2 separate regions of the Canis lupus genome follow, and region 1 is linked to region 2. Evidence: chromatin contacts called from public Hi-C data. All regions are on one chromosome and are shown on one strand. The core of a region is the stretch at or near the end of the contact, and the rest is flanking DNA. Distances in the headings are between cores, read along the strand shown. Region 1 has its middle 32 kb from the start of SLC35A3. Region 2 overlaps MFSD14A (hippocampus abundant transcript 1 protein).

What was found. A called contact is a pair of places that touch in the nucleus more often than the background predicts.
Region 1: a contact with region 2 is called in a Hi-C map of liver, with 2.6 times the contacts expected there. The contact joins two enhancer-like sites. A contact is called at or near these places in 2 of 9 Hi-C or Micro-C datasets (blood and liver).

What each region holds. Positions count from the first base shown.
Region 1 is chr6:50,486,155-50,492,478 of UU_Cfam_GSD_1.0, forward strand. It overlaps the pseudogene LOC119872254. Among named protein-coding and RNA genes, the nearest start is that of SLC35A3, 32 kb to the left of the region's middle. Within about 2 kb of position 3,172, at least 10 of the 20 cell types and tissues checked have an H3K27ac peak or open chromatin away from gene starts, as enhancers often do. A contact at or near this core is called in liver, where this site is marked.
Region 2 is chr6:50,352,668-50,359,338 of UU_Cfam_GSD_1.0, forward strand. MFSD14A (hippocampus abundant transcript 1 protein) reads right to left here. Exons shown (of 12, transcript XM_038541223.1): 10 at 5,367-5,464; 11 at 4,427-4,590; 12 at 2,141-3,347. The coding sequence ends at 3,141. It overlaps SASS6 (spindle assembly abnormal protein 6 homolog), which reads left to right. Exons shown (of 17, transcript XM_038541220.1): 17 at 51-1,986. The coding sequence ends at 157. Among named protein-coding and RNA genes, the nearest start is that of MFSD14A, 38 kb to the right of the region's middle. Within about 2 kb of position 4,089, at least 5 of the 20 cell types and tissues checked have an H3K27ac peak or open chromatin away from gene starts, as enhancers often do. A contact at or near this core is called in liver, where this site is marked.

The DNA of each region.
Region 1 (6,324 bases), core at 1,922-4,421, 130 kb after region 2:
AGTTAACTCCTTTCCAAGGGTAATGTCATCAATCGCCATAGGCAAGTGCGACTGGGAGTATTTGCAAAGTCTTATGCAGAGTGGACACGGGAGAGCAGAGGTGCTCAGGCCCACTGTTGATCCAAAGGGAAAGCGAAGTCTCATTTATGAAGGAGTCCGTGTCCTATACTTGATACTAAAGCTCCTACAGGGCAGGCGGGGTGGCTCAGCGGTTAGCGCCGCCTGCAGCCCAGGCCGTGACCCTGGAGACCCAGGATCCAGTCCCGCGTCGGGCTCCCTGCGTGGAGCCTGCTTCTCCCTCTGTTTTCCATAAATAAATAACATCTTTGGAAAAAAAAAACTTACTCTAATGTTAGATTTATGAAAAACTTCATTTTTTAAAGGTTTTTACTTCCTCGTGAGAGACACGGAAGCAAACAGGCTCCACGCGGGGCGCCGACGCGGGCCCCGATCCCGCGACCCCAGGATCCCGCCCCGGCCCCCGCGCCCCCGTGTCGGGCGCCGAGTCCGAGTCCGGGGAGGGGGCGCTCGGCCGGAGCCCCGCGGGCACACACTGCCCCCTGGTGGCGCGCCGGGGCCGCCGCAGCCCGCAGCCCGGCTCTTCCGGGACCCTGCAGAACGGCTCTCGGCTCTCGGAAGCCCTTTTTTTTTTTTTTTTTAATTTAATTTATTTATTCATGAGTGACACAGAGAGAGGGAGAGACAAAGGCAGAGGGAGAAGCAGGCTCCATGCAGGGAGCCTAATGTGGGACTCGATCCCAGGACTCCAGGGTCACGACTGGGCCAAAGGCAGATGCTCAACCTCTGAGCAACCCAGGTGTCCCTTTTTTTTTTTTTTTTTTTTTTTTTTTTTAAGACTTTATGTATTGGAAGCCTTTCTTTTTAAAGTTAAACATAAGTTTAAGAATCTGGCAAAAGCACACAGGAGAGTACCCAGGGGCCTGCGGGGAACATGGGCCCAGAACAGCCAGGCTGTAAAGACAAGCCCTGTGTGTCGGGGCCTGTGACGTCCAGGGACGATGATGAACCGGTGAAGCCGGAGACGCTGCTGCAGTATCTGCAGGACCTACCGCTTCTCTGAAGATCACAGAGGCCATTGGCATCATCAGCAAGATGACGTATGAGAAGACAACAACAGTGGTACAGGAGGTGACTGAATTCTTTGTGACGCTGTTCCAGTTTGGGGCACCTCAGGCCCTGTTTGGGGTGCGCCGCATGCTGCCCCTCATCTGGTGTAAGGAGCCTGGGGTCCGGGAAGCTGTGCTCAGTGCTTACTGCCCACTTTACCTCAACCCCAAAGGGGACTCCACCAGAGCCAAGGCCCAGGCTTGGATTCAAGATCTTTCTTTGCTGCTAGTGGATGCCTCAGTTGGGACCATCCAGTGTCTCGAGGAAATTCTCTGTGAGTTCGTGCAGAAGGGTGAGCTGAAGCCAGCAGTGACCCAAGTGCTGTGGGGGCGGGAACCCAGGAGGTCCCCGCTCTCCTCTGGGGCGCTGTTCCTCTGTCATGCTTCTCGGGACGATGGCTCGAGGAAAACCAGAAATTGTGGGAAGCAACTTAGACACGCTGGTGGACATAGGGCCGGATGAGAAGTTTCCGCAAGACTACCGCTGGCCCAGCAGGTGTGCCATGCCATCGCCAACCTCTCTGACAGGAGAAGGCCTTCTCTGGGCAGTCACCCTCCCTTCCGGCTGCCTCGGGAACACGGGCTATTTGAGCGACTGCGGGAGGTGATCGCAAGAGGCCTTGTCCACCCAGACCCACTCTGGATCCCAAAGAGGTGGCCGTGGCCCTCATATCCCAACTGGCAGAGGGCCCCGACAGGCTCCGTGCCAGGTACTGCAGGGCCGTGCAAACAGGCCCCGGGGAATTTGGGAGAAGAGCAGCACCAGGAGGGCCCGAAGGACACCCCTGGGCTCCCCACTTTCCTGCTGATGAACCCGCTGTCCCAGGCCGGAGACGTGGCTCCGCAGCAGGTGGCACGTTTGGAACAGGCGGCGAGCGGGGAGCTCTGTGGGCGCCGGGCTCTTCAGGAGGAGCAGGAGCAGAAGCCTAAGGACTCAGACGAGGAGGAGGCCCGCCCGGCCCGGAGGCCACCGAGACCGCCGCGGAGGAGGAGCCGCAGAGGCTGAGCTCCCCGCCGCACCTGCGAGGGGCTGCCGGACGGCGAGCGGCCCTGCTGCCTTCGCTCCGCTTTTGCTCACGGTCTGCAACGACCCTGGCCCTGCAGCGGCCCTGAGCTCCCTGCAACGACCCTGGCCCTGCAGTGGCCCTGAGCTCCCTGCAGCGGCCCTGAGTTCCCTGCAGCGACCCTGGCCCTGCAGTGGCCCTGAGCTCTCTGCAGCGGCCCTGAGCTCCCGGCAACGACCCTGACCCTGCAGCGGCCCTGAGCTCCCTGCAACGATCCTGGCCCTGCAGTGGCCCTGAGCTCCCTGCAGCGGCCCTGAGTTCCCTGCAGCGACCCTGGCCCTGCAGTGGCCCTGAGCTCTCTGCAGCGGCCCTGAGTTTCCTGCAGCGACCCTGGCCCTGCAGCGACCCTGAGCTCCCTGCAACGACCCTGGCCCTGCAGCGGCCCTGAGCTCCCTGCAACGACCCTGGCCCTGCAGCGGCCCTGAGCTCCCTGCAGCGGCCCTGAGCTCCCTGCAGCGGCCCTGAGCTCCCGGCAACGACCCTGACCCTGCAGTGGCCCTGAGCTCCCTGCAGCGGCCCTGAGTTCCCTGCAGCGACCCTGACCCTGCAGCGACCCTGAGCTCCCTGCAACGACCCTGGCCCTGCAGCGGCCCTGAGCTCCCTGCAGCGGCCCTGAGCTCCCGGCAACGACCCTGACCCTGCAGCGGCCCTGAGCTCCCTGCAACGATCCTGGCCCTGCAGCGGCCCTGAGCTCCCTGCAGCGGCCTCGCTTGCGGGGGGGCAAGTCCTGCACGGCCGGGCCAGGGCCCCGCCCCCAGCGCGGAGAGCCGCGGGCCTGGAGGGGGCGCACCCGGCCCTGAAGGACGCGGCGAAGGCGAGGGGCAGGCGAGCGAGGTGGCCGCGGCGCATCGCCCCTGCCGCCGGTCACTTCCCGGAGCTCCCCCAGGGCAGCGCCATCTGTGACCTCCTCCCGGATAGGGCGGGCGCCCGTCAGCCCCCGGGGGTGGGGCAGAGCCCTTCCGCGACCCCGCCGAGCCGCCGCCGGCCTCCCGCCTCCGCCCAGCCGGCCCGGCCGTACCCGCGGCGCCGCTCGGCTGCGACTGCTTCGGGGTGGACGGTCGGAGGAGCCCACCTCGGTGCTCTGCTGTCGGTCGCGGGCAGGGCTGTCATCGATGGATTTGAGCAGAAGCGTCGGGTCCGCCGCAGCAGGGGCTGGACGCAGTGGAAGGCCTGGAGGCGGGCCGCGGGGTGCCAGGGAGCCCCACCCACCGAACCTCCCGTTTCCAAGCGGCACCAGCGTCTGGCCTCTGCGGCCTCCCCAGACGGTGACTTTGTCACCCCCAAATCCTGCCGTACCGCCCATCGGCCTCCAGATACCCGACAGCGAGTTTCCAAAAAGAAACCCAGAATTGTCTTCTCAAGTGCTGAGTCCAGCGAGGAAGGGCTTTCGGCAGAGAGGACAGAAGATGAGACACCCAAGACCACACCCATCCGCCGAGCACCTCTCCGAAGGCCCTAAGAGGTCACCCTCCCTGTCCCCGTCCCTGCTTGCGGGTGTCTTGCGGGGTGACCTTGAAGTCCGTTGCTCCTGTGAAGCACTTGTCTGTCTTCCTTTCTTTTTTTAAATTTTTTATTTATTTATGATAGTCAAAGAGAGAGAGAGAGAGGCAGAGACACAGGCAGAGGGAGAAGCAGGCTCCATGCAGGGAGCCCGATGTGGGATTCGATCCCGGGTCTCCAGGATCGTGCCCTGGGCCAAAGGCAGGCGCCAAACCGCTGCGCCACCCAGGGATCCCCCTTTCTTTTTTTAAAGCCTAACTGAGCAGGATTGAGCTGCTTTCACTGGATGGTGTCTGCCACTTTTGTTTCCTACTGAATAAATGTTTTTATATGTTAAAACAAAAAATCTGGCAAAAAAAGGGGGGAAAAAGCAAGCTTAATTGCTTCCCAAGTTTTTTTTTTTTTTAAAGATTTTATTTATTTATTCATGATAGTCACAAAGAGGCAGAGACACAGGCAGAGGGAGAAGCAGGCTCCATGCTGGGAGCCCGACGTGGGATTCGATCCCGGGTCTCCAGGATCGCACCCTGGGCCAAAGGCAGGCGCCAAACCACTGCGCCACCCAGGGATCCCATGCTTCCTAAGTTTTTAATGATGGTCTTTTGTGACCTTCCTGAAATGATTAGATGCCTTTTTTTTTTTTTTTTTTTAAAGATTTTATATATTTATTCTTGAGAGACGGAAGAGAGAGAGATTGAGAGAGAGAGAGAGAGAGAGAGAGGCAGAGACACAGGCAGAGGGAGCCTGGTGCGGGACTCCATCCCCGGTCTCCAGGATCACACCCTGGGCTGCAGGCGGCAGGAAACTGCTGAGCCACCCGGGCTACCCTGATTAGATGCTTTTTAACTGAAGAATTCTGTTTAGAATATAAAAGAATTACCATGTTCCATAGAAGTCCAATACTTTGAATAATTGATACCGTTTTGATGTGAATTCTAACTATCTTGAATCCCCTGACCTCTCACCATAGAGGAGATACTGTATCTTTGTCCAAATGATGGAGAACCCTTTGTAGTTACAAGATGGCAAACGGCAGCACCCACATCAGGGAACTTGCCCAGTACCACCTAGTTCTTTTCTTACACCATGGAATTATAGGAAGAAGATAATGCTGAGTTAGCCATCAGGATGCCTGCATCTAAAAATCTGTTACGTTGGATAAGGCACTTAGATCCCATTTTTTTTTTAAGATTTTATTTATTTATTCATGAGAGACACACAGAGAAAGAGAGAGAGGCAGAGACACAGGCAGAGAGAGAAGCAGGCTCCATGCAGGGAGCCTGATGTGGGACTTGATCCCAGGACTTCAGGATCATGCCATGAGCCGAAGGCAGGCACTAAACCACTGAGCCATCCAGGAATCCCCAGATCCCAATTTTTTTTAGAAGTGTGTAAAAGGGGTTTGTGTGTGTGTGTGTGTGTGTGTGAGAGAGAGAGAGAGAGAGAGAAAAGAAAAAGATTTGGGATATGCTAGAAGCCTATAAAAATCAAGCTAATTATAAAATTAGGATAAACAGTTTTACTGATCAAACTGAGTAATATTCTAAAAGGATAAATTTAGTGTAAATAAAAACAAAGACTACTTCACACAGTAGATGGTCTCTAAAACCTTAAACGGTAAAGCACAAAATGTTAAGTTCAATTACTGTTGAAATAATACAAGGGCTCTGTTAACAGGTTGTTGTTGTTGGTTTTTTTTAATGGGGGAGGGACAGAGAGGGAGAGAGAACCTTAAGCAGGCTCTGCGCCCAGCTGGAGCCCCACACAGGGCTCCATCTCACACCCTGAGATCATGACCTGAGCTGAAATCAAGAGTTGTATACTTAACCCGCCAAGCCACCCAGGTGCTTCTATATAACAGGTTTTTATGGCAGAGGTGGGGAGACTTTTTGTGGATCTCTAATCTACAGACAGAAAAGTGTGTAACTCATATGTGTGCAGCTCAAGTACAATTGACCTTGTACAACACTGAGGTAAGGGGATGCCAACCCTTTGCAGTCAAAAAGCCACATAGGACTTTTGATTCTTCCAAATTTTATTTTAATTCATGAGCGAGAGAGACAGAGAGGCAGAGACACAGGCAGAGGGAGAAGCAGGCTCCACACAGGGAGCCCGATGTGGGACTGGATCCCAGGACTCCAGGATCACGCTCGGGGCTGAAGGCAGGCACCAAACCGCTGAGCCACCCAGGGATCCCTGACTCTTCCAAATTTTAAATACTAATAGCCTATTGTTGACAGGCAGCCTCACCAATAACAAATAGTTGATTAACACATATTTTGTATGTTATACATATTATCTACTGTATTCTTACAATAAAGTAAGCTAAAGAAAAGTGTTAAGAAAATCATAAGAGCAAATACAGTACTGTAAAAAATCCACATGTAAGTGGACCTATGTCTTTAAAATTTAATGAATTAGGGACACCTGGGTGGCTCAGTGGTTGAGCATCTGCCTTCAGCTCTGGGAGTGATCCGGGATCCAGGATCAAGTCCCACATGGGGCTCCCTGTGAGGATCCTGCTTCTCCTTCTGCCTGTGTCTCTGCTTCTCTCTCTCTGTGTATCTCTCATGAATAAATAAATACAATCTTAAAAAAAATTATTGCAAATTTTCTGGCTTGGTTAAAGTAAG
Region 2 (6,671 bases), core at 2,839-5,338:
TATATAAAAACTTGTGAATACAAATAATCTTTTTCTGTCCTCATTTGCAGACCATCAAAAAGATGGCACTTTAGGAGCCTTACAGACCTCTTCAAAACCCGCAGTGCTCCCTTCTCCATCTTCAGCATACTTCCCTGGGCAGTTAACAAACAGTTAATGCTAGTGTTATCTTTTTATTTTTTATTGAACTTTTAGAAATCCCCATGGTTTAAAAATAACATGAACAGATCCTAAGCCAGCAAGTTTCAATTAGAAAAATTATTAGATTGTTTGGATCCTTTTTAAAGTACTGCTGTTGTCTTATGGCAAGCTAGAGGAGCCAGTTTTATACTTGGTGGGCTTGGAGTGAAGATTCTGAGTAAATGACACTTTAGTTTGGAACATGGTATTTTAGAATAATAGTAGGAGTTTTATTAAATGAGTCCTTAGAAATTCTCAAGTTCCAAGGAAAGAGTTGATCCTAATAAGGGACATTCTAGTCATATTGAGTATATAGGTAAATGAAAACCTGCTCAGACATAATATGAAGCCAAAGAATGTTAATAATTCCTTTATTTTCATTGGTAAAATAAAAGTTTTAAATTTGACATCTGAAAATTATGAGGGAAAATGATTACCTCCAAAGATATCTATATTATTGATATTTACAGTAAAGGGAAAAGTCCTAAAATTACCTTCAGTGAATGAAATTAATCCTTCATAGCAAGTAAATATTTTCCTTGTTAACATCTTTAAATTAGCTATTGAACAAGTCTACTAAGTAATTTTGATAAATTATAAAAATAATTTGGACAATGTATTTTTATGACCAGATTAGGTATAAAGTGCTTTTAAATCATTTGAGCTGCAAAGTTTATACGATTTTAATGCTTACTGGAAAGTCCACACTCACCTGGTTTTTCTTTCTTTGGAGTTTTATTAGTTATGCAGTTAAATCTGTATTAGTGGAATGTTTTAAAAATTAGTACTAAATAAGAACATCATGAATATTGTATTTATAATATCAGAGCAGGTTCATTTTAATGTTTGCTTAATAAAGTAGGCAAAATAAGTAACTGTTAAAAGTTACTTTTTTCTCTCTCCTGTAACCAGTTTCAAGTAAGAAGTATTTGTAAAAAATTAGGTTAAAAAAATTTCACCCAATCAAGGGATCCCTATTTTGTTTTGTTGTTGATGACCACCCAATACAAGTGGCATTCTCTTATGAAACCTATAGATCAGTTTTTGCAAAGATTGCTAACGCTTATGTGATATTTAAAAAACTCTTTTTAAGAACTTTACTACACAGAGGAGACATTCAATATATTAATACCAATGTCACTGGGTTCATGATAAGACAAAGAATCTAGTATTTGCTAATATTTTTCTGAGGCCACAGTATGGAGTCTTATGATACATTGAAACTCTGCTGATAGTTGCAGTCTTAACTAGGGGGTTTATCCTAAAAAATTTAGTAACTCTTATTGGGCAGTGACTTTAATATAGGAGTATTAGTAAGAATACTTGGTTACAGTAACTTGAAAGTACTTACTAATAATCTGGAAAGTAGCCTCTTGGTGATTTTAGAATTTTTCCTGTAAATATTATGTAATATATAAAAAACATTGTGACAGGGTTTGGATGGGATTTATGACATACAGGGAGTTCTTTTTTATTTGAAATTGTTTTGCAGTTCTGCAGTGTACAGTTGTACATGTGTTAATAATCACAAGGTCGCACTTAATGTATTTCTGTAAACTGAGCTTTGTTAAATAAAGTATTTATGGAGTATGACGTGTATATAAAAACAAACCGGATTGATCTGCAACTATTGACTGTGCTTTGTGCTTAGAATTTAAATAATTCCATTTAATTTCGTTTTGTCTTCCTACAGGAGTATTTTGTAGTGAGGGAGAAAAAAAGGGGATTGAAAGGAGAAAGGTGTAAAGCTTTGATTTGTTACTGTAAAAATGATTAAGGTAACAAATAAAGCCAAAACAGACCTTACAGAGGGAATCACAGATCAAGACTTTCTTTTAAAAAAAAATCATTAAAATATTTAATTTTATTAACAGAATATTTACATTTAAGACCTTATTTAACCATAGTGAATGTTCCAAGTTTAAAAAGCATTGAGCAATAACCACACACAAGATGAAAACAGTGTAAACTATACAATACTTTATGTACAATTTTTACAAAGTAACACTTTTTTAAATAATATAACTGGACACAAAAATATACACTTTAGAGAAATTCACATCAGTAATTGTATAAAGCTCTCTTCTAGGGTCCTGAAAATTTAGGACAAACATTAGCTCTGTAAATAAAGTGTTACTGTGACAGTCCTGAAAGGCCACTATATATATTTATCTACATATAGATATCACATTGACGTTTTCAAGGCTACCAGCTTTACTATATAATTTTTAGATTATGTATTCAAGTGTTGAGGTTCTTATGATTATGCAAACATTAAAAGAATAGTGGTATAAGTAGCTGGGGAACAGATTCGAGCCAGCATTTAGATTTACAGACTCTACCCCAATTTAAATTCTAAATGGCTGATATTTTCTCATTTCAAAAACAGTGGTGAATATTTAAAATAAAACTACTACAAACAAGCTTGAAACATGATTCAGATTTAGTACAATTTTCTTGAGTGTTTTTTTTTTAATGCAAACAATTCATTTACCATTTCTTTACTTTAGTACATCTGCATTAAGGCTTTGAATTATTTGACCCAAGATTTTACAATGTTAAAACGAACAGGTGCATAACCGTACTACGTACTCTGTCTCGCTGTGAGTCAGCATAAATAAAGTTAAAGCTCAACACCTGAAGGAAATGGTAGCAGAGACGTTGCTAGTATCTAAGAAGGTACGTATATAGTTTTTAATTAAAGGATGTATAATAAAACAAAAAGCTTAGTGGCAAGAAATTGGTGCTAATAAACAAAAGGTTTCTTTTCAAAAGAAATTGTAACATCTTTGGAAAACTGTCCGGTTCTGGTTCTTTCTTTAGTTCCCACGGAGTTCATGCAGATACATTTCTTAAGACAATCTTAAAGTACATTGTAGATGGAAATGGAATGTACATCCAGAACTATAGGTGAAAACTAAGACCTGGGTGTGATAGAAAAGTCTTCCTGATTTCGGTCATCACACGTTTGTGTCCTGGAGTAAAGGTTCTTTGGCCTCTCCTGGCGCTTGTGTACTATGAGGATGGCTGTGACTGCCACAGTGCTTTCTCCAACTGCTGGACCGTAAGCTTAAATTGGTATGTTCTGGAATAAACAAGGCAACAAGCAGAGCCAGCAGTACGGAACAGGCTCCAAAGAGGAAGGGGGGGCCAGGGATGATCGAATTCTGAGGAAGAAAAAGATAATTAGGATTTTCACGCAGACATCTCTGCTCTTAAAAACTGCTTATCCTGTAGTAATCTCAAATTACTATGAATTCTAAGCCAAGATCCTCTCTTTCTTCATCAGAGCCACAGTTAGAAAATGCATTTGCTTTTCAGGAGAAAAGGGACACTGTTAGACTCTCACTATAAAATTCTGAGGATAACAACTGATCCAAGGAACAGAGCCAAAAGATTTTTTTTTAAAACAGCCAATGCAAAAACAGACTGTCAGTTGCAGCACAAAATCTGAACACATCCTCTGAGCCTTCACCTCATTAGCTCAACAGGAAGACCTCAAAAACAAAATTAAGTAGCACACACTGTTAACTACAGTAGCAGAATCTGTGACCGTTTTCTTTGAAAAGCTGAATATATTCTCTAGTAACTAATAAGTGAGGGAAACACACAGCTAATGCTGTTACCATAAGAATCAAAAAGGCCTTTGTTTTAGCCCAAAGTTACATTCATTCTTAGCAAAAACTTGCATAGCCAGTCTAACCTGTGTACAGCCCACAAACATTCTATTTAAAAGTAGTCTTAGCTGGCTAGAGGCTAAGAGTGCCTTAGCTGGCACTCTGCTAAACAAGCAAGGAACTGAGGCGCTGTTTGTATTGGCTAAAATGAGGATGTCTGCCGTTAATATTCAGTTGTACAGCAAACAAGTGAACAAAAATGGTCATCGGCACCTAACTGACTTTTCCTACAGCAGGCAGGCTTCCCACAGGGCACCTGTGTGATACGGAAGCGTCTGGCAAGAGACAGCAGCACAGGCAGGCGGCAGGCGATGGGCAGCTGGCTGTTGCCAGGGCCGCGGGGCGTACCGTTGCAAACTAGAATATCTAAGTAATTCTTACATTCTCGGAGGGAAAAAGCAGGTACAGCTGATTGCAAAAAGGGGCATACAGGGGAGCACGGTCCCTTCGGCTTTGGTTTTTAAGTGTTGCAGATCTAAAATCTCCCATAAAGTTAGTGACCCAAAACCATTTATCTTTCGGTCCAGCCAAATGAACTATATTTTTTTGTCACGTGAGTGAAGAATTACCTGTTCAAAGTGGTGCTGTGGGCTTGTGTTCGTTCCCAAGTCTGTTCCTGTCATGGGCAGTTCTTTAAGTTCCACATGGAATATGTAGAAAATGAATCCATAAAGAGCTGGTCCCAGACCATTGCACAATCCTCGAATTCCTGTTATCATTCCTTGGACAACACCTAAATTGTTTACACAAATTCTGTAATGCACCGCTAATTTTTATCCCAGTACAAACTGAAGTCACTGCAAAACCAAACCTCTAAGGAGACACTAGCGGTTTGCCAAGATGGCATTAAAAAGTATTTAGAAGCCATCAGCTTTACCAAGTAAACGGATACAAATGTGAGATGAGGTAAACCCGACCTATCCGGATGCGAAGACCCCATTAAATCAGGTACAGAGTTTGAGTTATGCTTTTCTCAAATTTAAAATGCAATTTGCTTTGGCCACAGGCCTTTCCTTCCTCATTTATCAACCAAGTGATCGCTGCTGCTCTGTTGTAACACCCCTTTCCTTCCTTATGATTAGATAAAACCCATCCTCTTCAAAGAATTATCTGTTAGCGCTTTGAGAATTAAATATTCCTAACACAAAAGCCTAAGATAAAAATGTTTTCTAAGGTCTTTAGATAACTGAAACCGAAGATCCAAATAAAAGGGGGACTTAAGTCCAAGGTGTCAAGCACATCATAGTAAACACAGTGAATATAAGGTGGCCGACCTACATCAGTAGATTTTCTAGCAAAAACACGAGCCCCGTTTTCAGAGTGAGGGACATGGTTCTATACAGCCACCTGAGGACACTACCCCGGCATCAGCTTTTCCTCTTAACAGTGAAAACAATTTTAAAATCTTTATTCTGAAGGTAGACTTACAATCCTGTACTTAGGAGGGAGACAGAACATATAATCAGAATATTCTGGGCTTTTAAGTATCATGGGTTCTAACCAACTCACCTTGTTGATCAGCATCAGCAGTTCGTGAGACAAGGGCACTGACGGCCGGGAAGGTAATGCTGGACATGGCTGCTACCGCGCCAGCAGCCCACATCATCCTGTAACCAAACGCAGCAAAACAAAAGTACGTTTTCCACTGTGCCGGTCCGTCAAAATGCATACCTGAACCCAGGCAGCTGTTCCTGCAGGATGGCTGTGGTCCGGGCAAAGGAGAACTGCACTTGGCCTCGTCCTTCCCTTCCCGTGGAACTCCGGGCAGTCACTCCAAGGTCTGAGTGGTGGGGGATGGGAAGTGCGCCCAGAATAACACGCGGGACGTGCAGTACACCCAGAACCCTCGTTGCAGGTTTCCCAAGCCAGCGAGAACCTGCACACTGTTCCCCCAGACTTGTGATTCAGTGTGAACACAGTGACCTAAGCCAAACCTTGGACATTCTGGGCTTGATACTTGAAATGTTTTAGATAATTTAAATTGTGAGCACCTCTTTGTAAAAACTAGCCAGGAAAACAAAACATCAAAACCCACTCCTGATGCTTACTCCTATCCAAATCCAAACAGAGAATGTTCAGGTGAGTGAAACATTAGTGGGAACTGGAGTTCAGGCCCAGCTGAGTGTAAAGGTGTGTGCACGCCAGCCTAACGTCCACGTCACTACTAGCCCATCACCCTGCAGGAAATTGGACTGGCAAAAAAAGCAAAGAGGCTTTTCTCCGGCATGAAGCTGGGACCAAAACAATTGGCCTTCCTCGATGAACTTCTGGTCTCTCATCAGTGGTGATCACTGATGATGCTCTAACTTTTATTTTTAACCAGAAAAACAAGGTAACTAACAGTAGCTTACAGGGCCTCGCAGCTTCGAGCGCGCCTGTTTTATCCTAATGACAGACTGATACAGATTAAATGCTTAGTAGAGATTTAGAAACTAATATTTAAAAATCTAATCTGTCACATTAGGTATAAAAGGTCACACCTTCCTATCCTCAAGCCATTCTAGAATATACAAATACACAAGGAATCTGTATTATATACATTTTGAGAGAAAATAAAAAGCATAGTCGGGGACAGATTAAAGCTTCATAATAACAAGCCTCATGAGTAGCATGTAATAAAAGTCTGTCAATTAGGGGAGCCTGTGCGGCTCAGTCATCTGGGTGGGTGGCTCTTGACTTCGGCTCGGTCATGATCTCGGGGTCCTGGGATGGAGTCCCACGTGGGGCTCTGTACTCTGGGGGCGTCTGCTGGGGATTTGCCCTCTGCCCCTCCCCCACTCACATGCGTGCTCATGTTAAATCTTTAAAGAAAAA